2 separate regions of the Mus musculus genome follow, and region 2 is linked to region 1. A link is a contact called in public Hi-C data. All regions are on one chromosome and are shown on one strand. The core of a region is the stretch at or near the end of the contact, and the rest is flanking DNA. Distances in the headings are between cores, read along the strand shown.

Evidence for each region. A called contact is a pair of places that touch in the nucleus more often than the background predicts.
Region 2: a contact with region 1 is called in a Hi-C map of the N1E-115 cell line, with 11 times the contacts expected there. The contact joins two enhancer-like sites. A contact is called at or near these places in 1 of 39 promoter capture datasets (the C10 cell line), 2 of 15 datasets of contacts at CTCF or cohesin (large pre-B cells and pro-B cells), 24 of 484 Hi-C or Micro-C datasets (B cells, the C10 cell line, the N1E-115 cell line and 9 more), 2 of 115 datasets of contacts at active chromatin or transcription factors (differentiating embryonic stem cells and embryonic stem cells) and 4 of 9 other capture datasets (adipose tissue, embryonic stem cells, liver and 1 more).

Annotation. Positions count from the first base shown.
Region 1 is chr2:145,954,097-145,959,008 of GRCm38.p6, forward strand. The region is part of intron 6 of Cfap61 (cilia and flagella associated protein 61); the gene reads left to right. Among named protein-coding and RNA genes, the nearest start is that of Cfap61, 22 kb to the left of the region's middle. Within about 2 kb of position 2,130, at least 10 of the 459 cell types and tissues checked have an H3K27ac peak or open chromatin away from gene starts, as enhancers often do. A contact at or near this core is called in the N1E-115 cell line and cerebellum, where this site is marked.
Region 2 is chr2:146,048,410-146,053,321 of GRCm38.p6, forward strand. The region is part of intron 17 of Cfap61 (cilia and flagella associated protein 61); the gene reads left to right. Among named protein-coding and RNA genes, the nearest start is that of Gm34629, 49 kb to the right of the region's middle. Within about 2 kb of position 1,877, at least 9 of the 459 cell types and tissues checked have an H3K27ac peak or open chromatin away from gene starts, as enhancers often do. A contact at or near this core is called in the N1E-115 cell line and cerebellum, where this site is marked.

The sequences.
Region 1 (4,912 bases), core at 880-3,379:
TCCCATAAATGAAAATTTTAGGATATTTTAGGAAATATAATAGTTATTATAACTTTATCTTAATTTTATTTTTAAAGCTCTCAGTTTTTCCCTGCCATTTTTACTATCTATTTGAAGGGTGGTTTCTCTTAGTTAATATTATTCTCAGATTTAGGGATTAGAATTATTTATAGCTCGGTACACATGCAAGTGCTGTTGACCTCCCTCACGCCCCACCCCCACCCCATATCTGTTCAGCATCCAAGGATTCAATCAAAATACTTCCTGCACAAACAACAGCAAAATGCACCGGCAGGCAGACTGCCTGCTTGCTGTGTGCAAGGTCCTGAATTCAGGCTCGAGTTTTGCAAAGAACTGTGAAACTCAGATAAAAATCCGAACCAAGATCAGAGTCTTGATCTTGCCAGGGATTGAACTCTGGGTTGTCAGCAAGCATCGTTGCTCGCTGTGCCTTCTTACTGGCCCTCCAAAGTTCTTGTTGTTTGGTTTTTGTTTTTGTTTGTTTGTTTGTTTTGTTTTTTACATATAGTTAGTATACTCATTTGGATATTATGAATTATCATTTTCCAGAGGAATAGTAAGACTTACTCATGTTCTCCAAGACATTTTTTTTTCCATTAGAAAAGTTGTTTATAAATACAGTGCTCAAAGTGCCATGCACACGAGCAGCCTATCAAAATGATCCATTTTTTATTCCTTTTAGTAAGGTAATTTCTTTGTGGACATACTCCCTGGTACCCTCCCTCCTGTTGAGGATATAGGTAAACAGGAGAAAAGACAAAAGCTGTCCTCAGTCTAGCACCTGGCTCCTAGGCAGCTGTGATAAAATACCCTGACAAAGCAAATTAAGGGGAAAAGATCCTTCTAGTTCACAGTTGAAGACTACAGCCAGGCGTGGCAAAGTAAGGCAGCAGGGGCTTGAAGCAGTGGTTACACTGTAACAGAAGACAGCAGGAACTCCTGTTACTGCCTGGCTCTCTTTCTAGGTTTATACAATCCAGGATCCCAGTTAGGGAATGGTGCCACCCACTGTGGGCAGGGCTTCCTACCTCCATAAATATAATCAAGATAACCTTCTCCAGCTGTGTCCAGAGACTAACCTAACCTGGATAGTCTCTCACAGCTGTGACCAGAGAGTTACCTTTCAATGATGCTAGAGATATTGTCAAGTTGATAGTACTAACCCTCAATTACAGCAATCGATAGTTCCTATCCCATCTCAATTTCTCCCTTGGCTTCTCATCCTCTCCTTTTCTTTCTTTCTTTTTTCCCATTTTCCTCTCTTAAGACTTTGTAGCATGGGCTATGGCCTTCCAGTGGGGGCCCACAAAGCTAGAAATAAACCTTTAGATAACTTGTCGTGATCATCAGCCTTTGATGGCTTAACTGTTCTGTTTGCTCACACCACAGAAAATCCGAAGGACCAAATCCCAAGGGGGATGTTGTCCCAGTGTAAAGAGACGAGGAGGGGGCATATGCAATAAGAGGAGGGCACAGTAGTGAGTTCAGGTGGAGACAGTGACACAGACAATGCTTTTGCCTGAAGAAGGTATAGAAATGTAGGGCTGGAGAGATGGCTCGGCGGTTAAGAGCACTGACTGCTCTTCCAAAGGTCCTGAGTTCAAATCCCAGCAGCCACATGGTGGCTCACAACCATCTGTAATGAGATCTGACTCCCTCTTCTGGAGTGTCTGAAGACAGCTACAGTGTACTCACATGTATTAAATAAATAAATTAAAGAAAAAAAAAAAGAAATGTAACGTTTTTAAAACCCCCTATCCAAAATGAACAGATTGGAGTTTTAGAACTTGTGGGTCTAAAATCTTGAAACTTTGTGTGGACCCTACCCCCTTAAGAGCACTAGAAACACAAAGGCATTATTGCACAGCGTGGTGGAGTAGGCGTGGCCGCACGCCTCTTAAGCCACCACATTACTCTTATTTTCTCCACATTTGACATCTGTTTCATCAGTAGCCACTTGCACTGATAATTAATGGTGATGAACACAGTTCTTAAGACAGTAAACCAGGGAAGGGTTTGGGGATGTAATTAGCCCTCCGCTATTTAACTAGCAACATATTCAGAACCAAATGAATGAACACCGTAATCCCTTCTCCTGTCTCTTTGATTTAGCCGCGTGGAAAACGATGCTGTAATCTGCCCTTCTACTCAGACACTAATTAAGGAAGTTACTCTTCCCTGTCTTTCATTATGTTGGAAACAAAGCAAAGCTGCTACTGGACACACCTTTAAAAACTACAGTGTGCTCAATTAATCTTCGGTGGTGGACGTGAGATGTTCCCGGCTTAGAAAGACTGGCTTGGCCTTGGAGCGGTGGTGGTAGAGGGGTTTCTTTTCCGGGTCCTTGTGGGTTTAAGGAAGACTAAGTCAAGAGAAGGGTTATATGCTGTCTGGTAGTGTTGTGAAGTAGCTTGAGGTTTCCTGCCTGGCATCCTGCCTATTTAAAGATGACTACAGTTAATCATGTGGACTCAAATAGATGAAAATTTTCTTTATCAGGAGAGAGGAAATCAGGAGCTCTGTAAATGTTTTAGGAGATAAAGATGTGTTCAGATTTGATTGTTACAGTTGCACACTTGTACCAAAATCATCACACACATCTCACAAGTGTGTATCATTTGTATTAATACAAATTTAAGACTTTAACCTTTAAAAGGCAAAAAGAAAACATTTAAAACAAGCTTTTTTGTTTTGTTTTGTTTTTAAAAACGACCTTTCTCAAGGCCAGCTTGGCCCACAAATTAAGTTCCATGAAAGCCAGGGTTGTTACACAAACCCAACCAAACGAAACCAAACCAAAAAACCCAAACAACAACAAAGACCTACCTTTCATTTCCTGAGGCAGTTACTTTTTAATAGACAAAGTTCTGAATGTATGTCCCTGCACCATGTGCATACCTGGTACCAGAAGAAGGCATTGGGTCCACTGGAGCTGGAGTTCCAGATGGTGGTGAGCAATGGTGTAGTTGCTGGGAATTGAACCCGGGTCCTCTGGGAGAGCAGCCAGCACTCCTAACCACTGAGCCACCCCTCCAGCCCCAGAAGTTAGTTTTACGAGACATTTGATGGTCTCACGCTTTTTTCCAGTTTGACTTCTAAGCAGCTCCTGGGGATTTGATGTTTTGACCTCTAAGTTAAGAGGATCCAGGCCCATTTTAAAAGGAAATGTAGAACAATTACAGCATTTAGCCGGGGCTTTTCTTGTGCCCCGGGAAATTTGTCACCAGTCCCCCTGCCAGACATGGTTTGGTGGACAGTCCTCCAGGAGCTGTAGATTGCCTTTGTCAAGATTGGCACATGGACCCCAGCGGTCTGGATGATGGGAACTTACATGGCCTGCTGCATGCTTTGAAGCCCTTCTAATCACTCAGAACGTCTGGAATTTTAAAATCCACCTCACTTAAAAAGATCACATTTTCCAATGATCCGAAGTTAACTGACTCTAAACACCAGTTTTAAAGTTCTAGAAAGGACCATGTAAAGGATGGAAGTTAATTTCCATAAGAAGACCACTAGAGGGCACAAGAGATCTTGGAAAGGAAAGGGTACTTCTCCCGCCTCCGCTGCAAGAGGATGAAAAAGAAACATATAGTTGGCAACAACTTTTATGTTGCCCTGTCCTATGTTGAGACACTGTTCTTGATGAAAGCATGATGTGACAAAGCAAGCTGTATTCTTTAGAACTAAATTGGATTCTTCCTTTTTTTTTTCAAATACACTACAGTAAAATGTATTTGTGACATTTAAAGTAGCAACTTCTTTTAATAGTATATTTTTAAGTCTAACTGGAGAGTGCAGCCTCTTTAGATAAAGAAGAAGCTTTGAGGCCAGCAGAAGGGTCTGGGACGTTTCTTGGACATGCAGGCTGCCTTTGTGCTGTTCTCGCCGAGCTGGGGTAATATTTCCCACCTGAGGATTTGCACAGTGACCTGGCTAGCAGCCTGTGTTACACACATCTCTCTGCCTCAAGGGAAGCCAGCCTGTGCCTTCCCTCTAGAATGCTGGTTATAGAGAAAGGACAAGATGTTGCAGCCATGAAGCAGTCTGCGAAACTGTCACCAAGAGGCTTGACCGGGTTGCTAAGAAGAGTTCTTGGGCTCTAGGGTGCCACCATGTACCTCCTGGCGAGGTGACATAGTGAAGGATGAATATGTTCGTCTTCCGGAAGGCTGGTTAGAGCCACCACACAGGGCATTCTTAGTTTTGCCACGCCCTAAGTTTGAAAGATACACAAATTGCCAAGTGAGTATCTTTGCCAGCCTATTGGTTGTAAGGCTTGAATTCAGCTCCATTTTTTTTGGGGGGGGGTGGGGATCTGGCATGTTTTTCAGGGTCTGATGGACACTTGAGTGCCCAAAAAGAGAACAAGTCTGTCTGGGCTAGACCTTCTGTTCTCCTAAAAGTAAAGTATTTTATAGTTGATAGCGCTGACCAGCACATGAATTCTCCACCCAAGCAGCACTCTGAATGAACATACAAAGGAATGGCTGCTTTTCAGAACTCTGTTTCTAGTCTTCTTTGTGCTGATGGAGTTATTAACCCCAGATTGGTCATCACCATGGGGATGGGATACACCCTGCAAATGGCAGGGTGGGGCGCCCAGTAAACTTGCCACCCTCGCTCACAGTGAGACGGGGCTGTCCTCTCGTCTGACCCCGGTAGGCAGTGCTCACAGCTTTAGAGTGCTGGCTCTTGGAGATTTTGCTGCATGGATGGTTCTCCTTAGCCGAGGTGTTCTTTCTGTGAGGCAGGCCTTTGTCATATGCCATTTGAGACTTTGAGGCTGATGTCATCCATTATCATTAGCGCTAAGGATGATGCAAGATCTTAAATTATCGATTACCCCAAGGAATGCATTTAGTATGTTGAGCAAGTTCCTCTATCCATTTTG
Region 2 (4,912 bases), core at 627-3,126, 94 kb after region 1:
CCCGTGTCGCTGCAAGCCTCACATCCCTTGGCCACGTGCATCAGCTTCCACGCATTACTGCTGTCTTTTCTCTCCAGCCACTTGCTTTTCATGCCTTTTATCCTGCTTAGAGCATCTCTGAGTAGCTGTCGGTCCCTCGCTTTCACCTAGGAAGCCAATCTTCAAGGGGACAGATCACCCCAGGCATGAGTAATGGGATAGAATGCCTTTCATCTCCGTGGGTTGCCAATTTGAACCTGGCACAAGACAGCGGTGATTCGGATTCATCACTGTGTGGGAAGGCAATGTGCGCTCTCCCTCCCCTCCGAGTCTACCCTTCCCCACCCTGAGGCCATAGAGCTTCTGCCTTATTTGGGTATGCACCTTCCCAGTGGCTTCTATTAATAGACAGCTCACTCCAGAGCAGACCATAGGAAAGCACCTCAATGCCTTCATCTTCATCACACCTAGAAGTTGGCCCCCAAGAGTCACAATAATAACTCTATAGTTGACCATTAGGAACTCATGGGTAAGAGAGAGGCCTTTCCTGGTCAAGGCCATAATCCACACAGTAGACTTGGAAGATTCTCATCCAGTTTGAATGAGCCATCTTGGCGTGTGCATTTACGTTCTGAGCTATTGTCACAAACTTTCATTTAGATGGGTCGCCATAGCTTACCATAGCACTGTAATCCTGAGAAATACTCTCTATCTGCCTGAGTTCGTTGTGCAGACAAACCAATTAAAGATTGGGCAAGTTGCCTTTCTCCTACTTTGGAGGTCTGTGGAGAAGGCATTTTTTTCTTTCCTGTCTGTACCCTAGAGGGATTTTGAGTTGACTTTGTTACTGTCACTGCTCTTGGGAAAGCTGCCAGTATATTTAACAATATATCAATTTTTTGGTTTGTTTTTTGTTTTTTTGAGACAGGGTTTCTCTGTTTAGCCCTGGCTGTCCTGGAACTCACTTTATAAACTAGGCTGGTCTCGAACTCAGAAATCTGCCTGCCTCTGCCTCCCAAGTGCTGGGATTAAAGGCGTGTACCACCACCACCTGGCAATATATCAATTTTTTGTTTAACTTTCATGCATTTGGGTATTTTGCCTTCATGTATGTCTGTGTACCATATGCTTGCAGTACCTTCAAAGGCCAGAAGAGAGTGCTGGATCCCCTGGAGCTGGACTTAGAAACAGTTGGGAGCCTACATGTGGGGGTACTGGGGGAATGAACCCAGGTCCTCTGTAAAGCCATCTGCCCAGCCCCTTACTTACAGAGTTAATGGCGGTGGATGAGGGAGGGGGAAGAATAGTAGGAGCTGCGACTCGCTAGCTAGGATTGGACCTGTAGAGTTTGTAGAGACCTGTCTGTAGAGTTCCTGGAGTGTCTGCGCTTCCTGAGCTTCCTCTTGTGACGGTTAACAATTATTTATAATGCTAAACTCCAGAAATTCGCCTTGGAATCCACTGTGTTTATCATTCACAAGAGCTCTCATGGTCTATTCTAATTATAGTCTTTGTCCTGATTTAGAGTGGTCACAGAATGAAGGTATGCTCTCATCCCCATCTGAGAAACCATGCTTTCAGAGCGTTCAGCGCCGATGTTATTATTATTATTTTTTTCCCTTCTGGTTGTAATGACAGTCTGCTGAAATCTGAACTAACTTCTTTAGGGGCCTCCATTTCTCTGTGTTTGTTTTCTCCACATCTCCTTTTGTCCTTGTACAAGAAAAAACAGCAGTGTATCTAACCCCCCACCCCCAGAGCTAAGTGTTGGCCCACCCTTTCCTGGTACGTGATCTCAGAAAGATGTCACTGGCTGGCATTCAGTTACCCTTTGAATTGCCCCTTTTTATCTGGGCTGCTCTTCCCCAGTCCAGCTATAATTACCATCTGATGGACGGTTACTGGATCCTGTTGCACTTGGGCATCTGCTGCCTTGGGAAATTGCATTATTCTCCCAGCACCTGCTAGGTTTTCCCCAGAGTAATTGTTTCCCAGTCCCTTCCTTAAACGTGGTGACTTTCACTGACAGTAGTCAGACTTCCCTTAGTCATAGTAGTGGTTGAAGTATGTAGTATTTTTTTTAAACAATCAAACAAAGAAACCAACCAACCAACCAGCCAACCAAAATCCACAGTTTTTTATTATCTCCTGAGGAGATGATTCTAAAATTGTAAACCTGTGGTTTTCAGCACCATCTATGCATTGATCCTTATTAATATCACCACAGTGAAGTTTCCTGGACATGAAACAAACCTACTTTCAGTCACTACAGGGGTCTAGTTGGCTTTTCCAGCCCTGTTCTCAGCCTCTTCCTACACATTCATGCTACTCCTGGGAAATACGTTTCCTTAGAATGGCGGGGAACCCTTTCCTCTATGAATTGTAGAGAAATTTGTGTAAATTCCTTCATGGGCTCTTTTTTTCTCAAATAATATACCTTCTGTGTCATTTTCCCCAATGCTCTGACACTCCTTAGTTAAATATAACGTGCTGTGTGTATGCAGGTATCAGAATGGCTTTTAGATCCGAGGTTTGTCCTCATGACTCTCACAAGTCTTTTCCCTCAGACAGTGATGCTGGGCATCCCTCCTGTGGTTACTGTTTGCTGAGATCTGGTTGGTGGTTTCCTGTGAACCCATCTTATGTACCTGTCACACCAGCACTTACTGTTGTGACCATCTTCCTCATAGAGGGGTGTGTGTGTGTGTCGGGTGGGGGTGACTTGTTCAAAGGCTGGTTTATTGACAGATCTTCCCACCAGGCAGCTAATTGCCTAAACTCACTCTTAGCCATGACTTGCAGAGTTTATTAACTAACGTGTAAATCTGACGCCACGGCCATTCTAGGAAACTAGCAAACAGAAAGTAGACAGCTTGACACTAAACTTTTTTAATCCCTCACATCTTTAACACCAGCCACTTAATCAAAAATGTGATCCACAGACTTGCCAGGACCCCCCACCCCCAACTCTAGCCGGTTTCTGCTCTTAGTGTCAATCCCGCACCAGCCTAACTCTGGCTGAGGAGGCTGCGGAGAAGCAGACATCTGGGCCAGACTGGTGTGCTAGGCCTGTTTTGAGACATCAATAGATGGAGGGTGTCTATAATTCCCTCTGTGTTGTATCAGCATGCTGTTACAAGCCTTTCAGAATTGTGGTGGCAGCTGCTATGGAAAGAAGAAAAATATGATCCCATATGGTGGTTATATTACAAACTTCTCAAGATTCAGCTCTATATTGAATGGTGCTCAGCAGTGTTCTTAGCCTATCACAGGAGTGCCTGATGGTTTACTTGAGGAGCTAGCGGCACAACTGACAAATGCTGGGTGGTATTTAGGAGTTAGGCCATGAGAGGATGGCAAAAGGATGAGAATAAGTTGTGAAACCGATTTTTAGTATCTCAGGAGCGTTACCAACTAGCATCAAATCTCATCATTTCACAGAATAAGTGGTTCAGTCACCCTTCGACAAAACTTTAGTGTGATATAAATAAAAGGTAAGTTCAAGAAATAGAATGTAGATCTACACACACACAGAGACACAGAGACACAGACACACACAGACACACACACACACACACACACACACACACACACACACACACACACATGTATGTCTTGGTTACTTTTCCATTGCACGTCTGTCATGAAGGGGAAGTCATAGCCATGGGAGCTGCAGGCAGCTGGCTACATTGCATATTCAACCAAGAAGCAATTGTAATGAGCACCTGTGTTCATCTCACTTTTCCTTTTTTATTTAGTCCAGAATCTCAGCCAAGGAAATGGTACCACTCAGAATGGGGAGGTCTTCCCACCTCAGTTAACCTTATCCAAAAAAGTCCCCACAGGCATGTCCAGAGGCCCATCTCCCAGGTGATAACTGAGATCAGTCACTGAAATACCTTACAAGCCACAGTTTAGTACATTCATGGAATTACAAAACCATCACCACTGCCTACATTTTTAGTATTTTCTCTCTTATCCTTGCTCCTACTTGGAATCTCTATCAACCACCTACTTTCAGTCCCTTGAACTTGCCCGTTTGGGATATTTCATACAACACATGATACTTGGTGAACAGCTTCTTTCACTCATGAGGGCACCCATGCGGTAGCACGTGTCTATACTTTATTCCTCTTTACTGCTAAATATTATATTGTATGGATAATGTCATATTCTGTTTTTATTCAGCTGTTGAAAATTTGAATTGTGTCCACTTTTGGTGAATAACTATGCTATGAAAATTCACGTACTTTGTGTGTGTGTGTGTCTATCTGTTCATTTCACTGTATAGCTTGGAAGTGGAATTGCTGGGTCTTCCCAGAGACTGCTCCATTTTGCAATCTCTCATTTTTAGATTAGATCTAGCATTCTGTCTACGAAATAGTAAAATGCTGTTCCTCTTAAGAACAGGGAAATGGAGTGTACCTGACATTTTTTCTGGTACTCTGAGAAAGCTTCATTCATACACGGGAGACTGTGCAGCTCATGAAGTTTCAGTTACTGTGTTTTTAAAGCAGAAATATTGTTAAAATCCACTTTCTCCTGCCTGTACCTGATCTATCCACCCAGACACAGGCTTCCTTTGATCTCGAAGCAGCATTTAGGGGAGACTGGGCTGCAGATATCCATATGAACCCAAGAGGGAGGCAGAGAGGGCATCTATATGATGCTTTCAGGCCAGAGCTGGTCTTTGTGTCCCAGTGGCTTCTTTAGAGTTTGCTCTTGGGGAGGTAAAGATTGTCAATGCCTACTGCTGGCTTGACTTTGGGTATCTTAAAATACGAGGTGCAGTAAAATGGCAAAGGGGGTGATTAGAGCTACAGATACAAAGAAAATATCATGACAAAAAACTCAGTACAGGTTTCTGGAAAGAAGAAATAGACAAAACCAGCCCCAGCACCCCACTGTCTCTAATTGGCCACTCTGTGTAAAT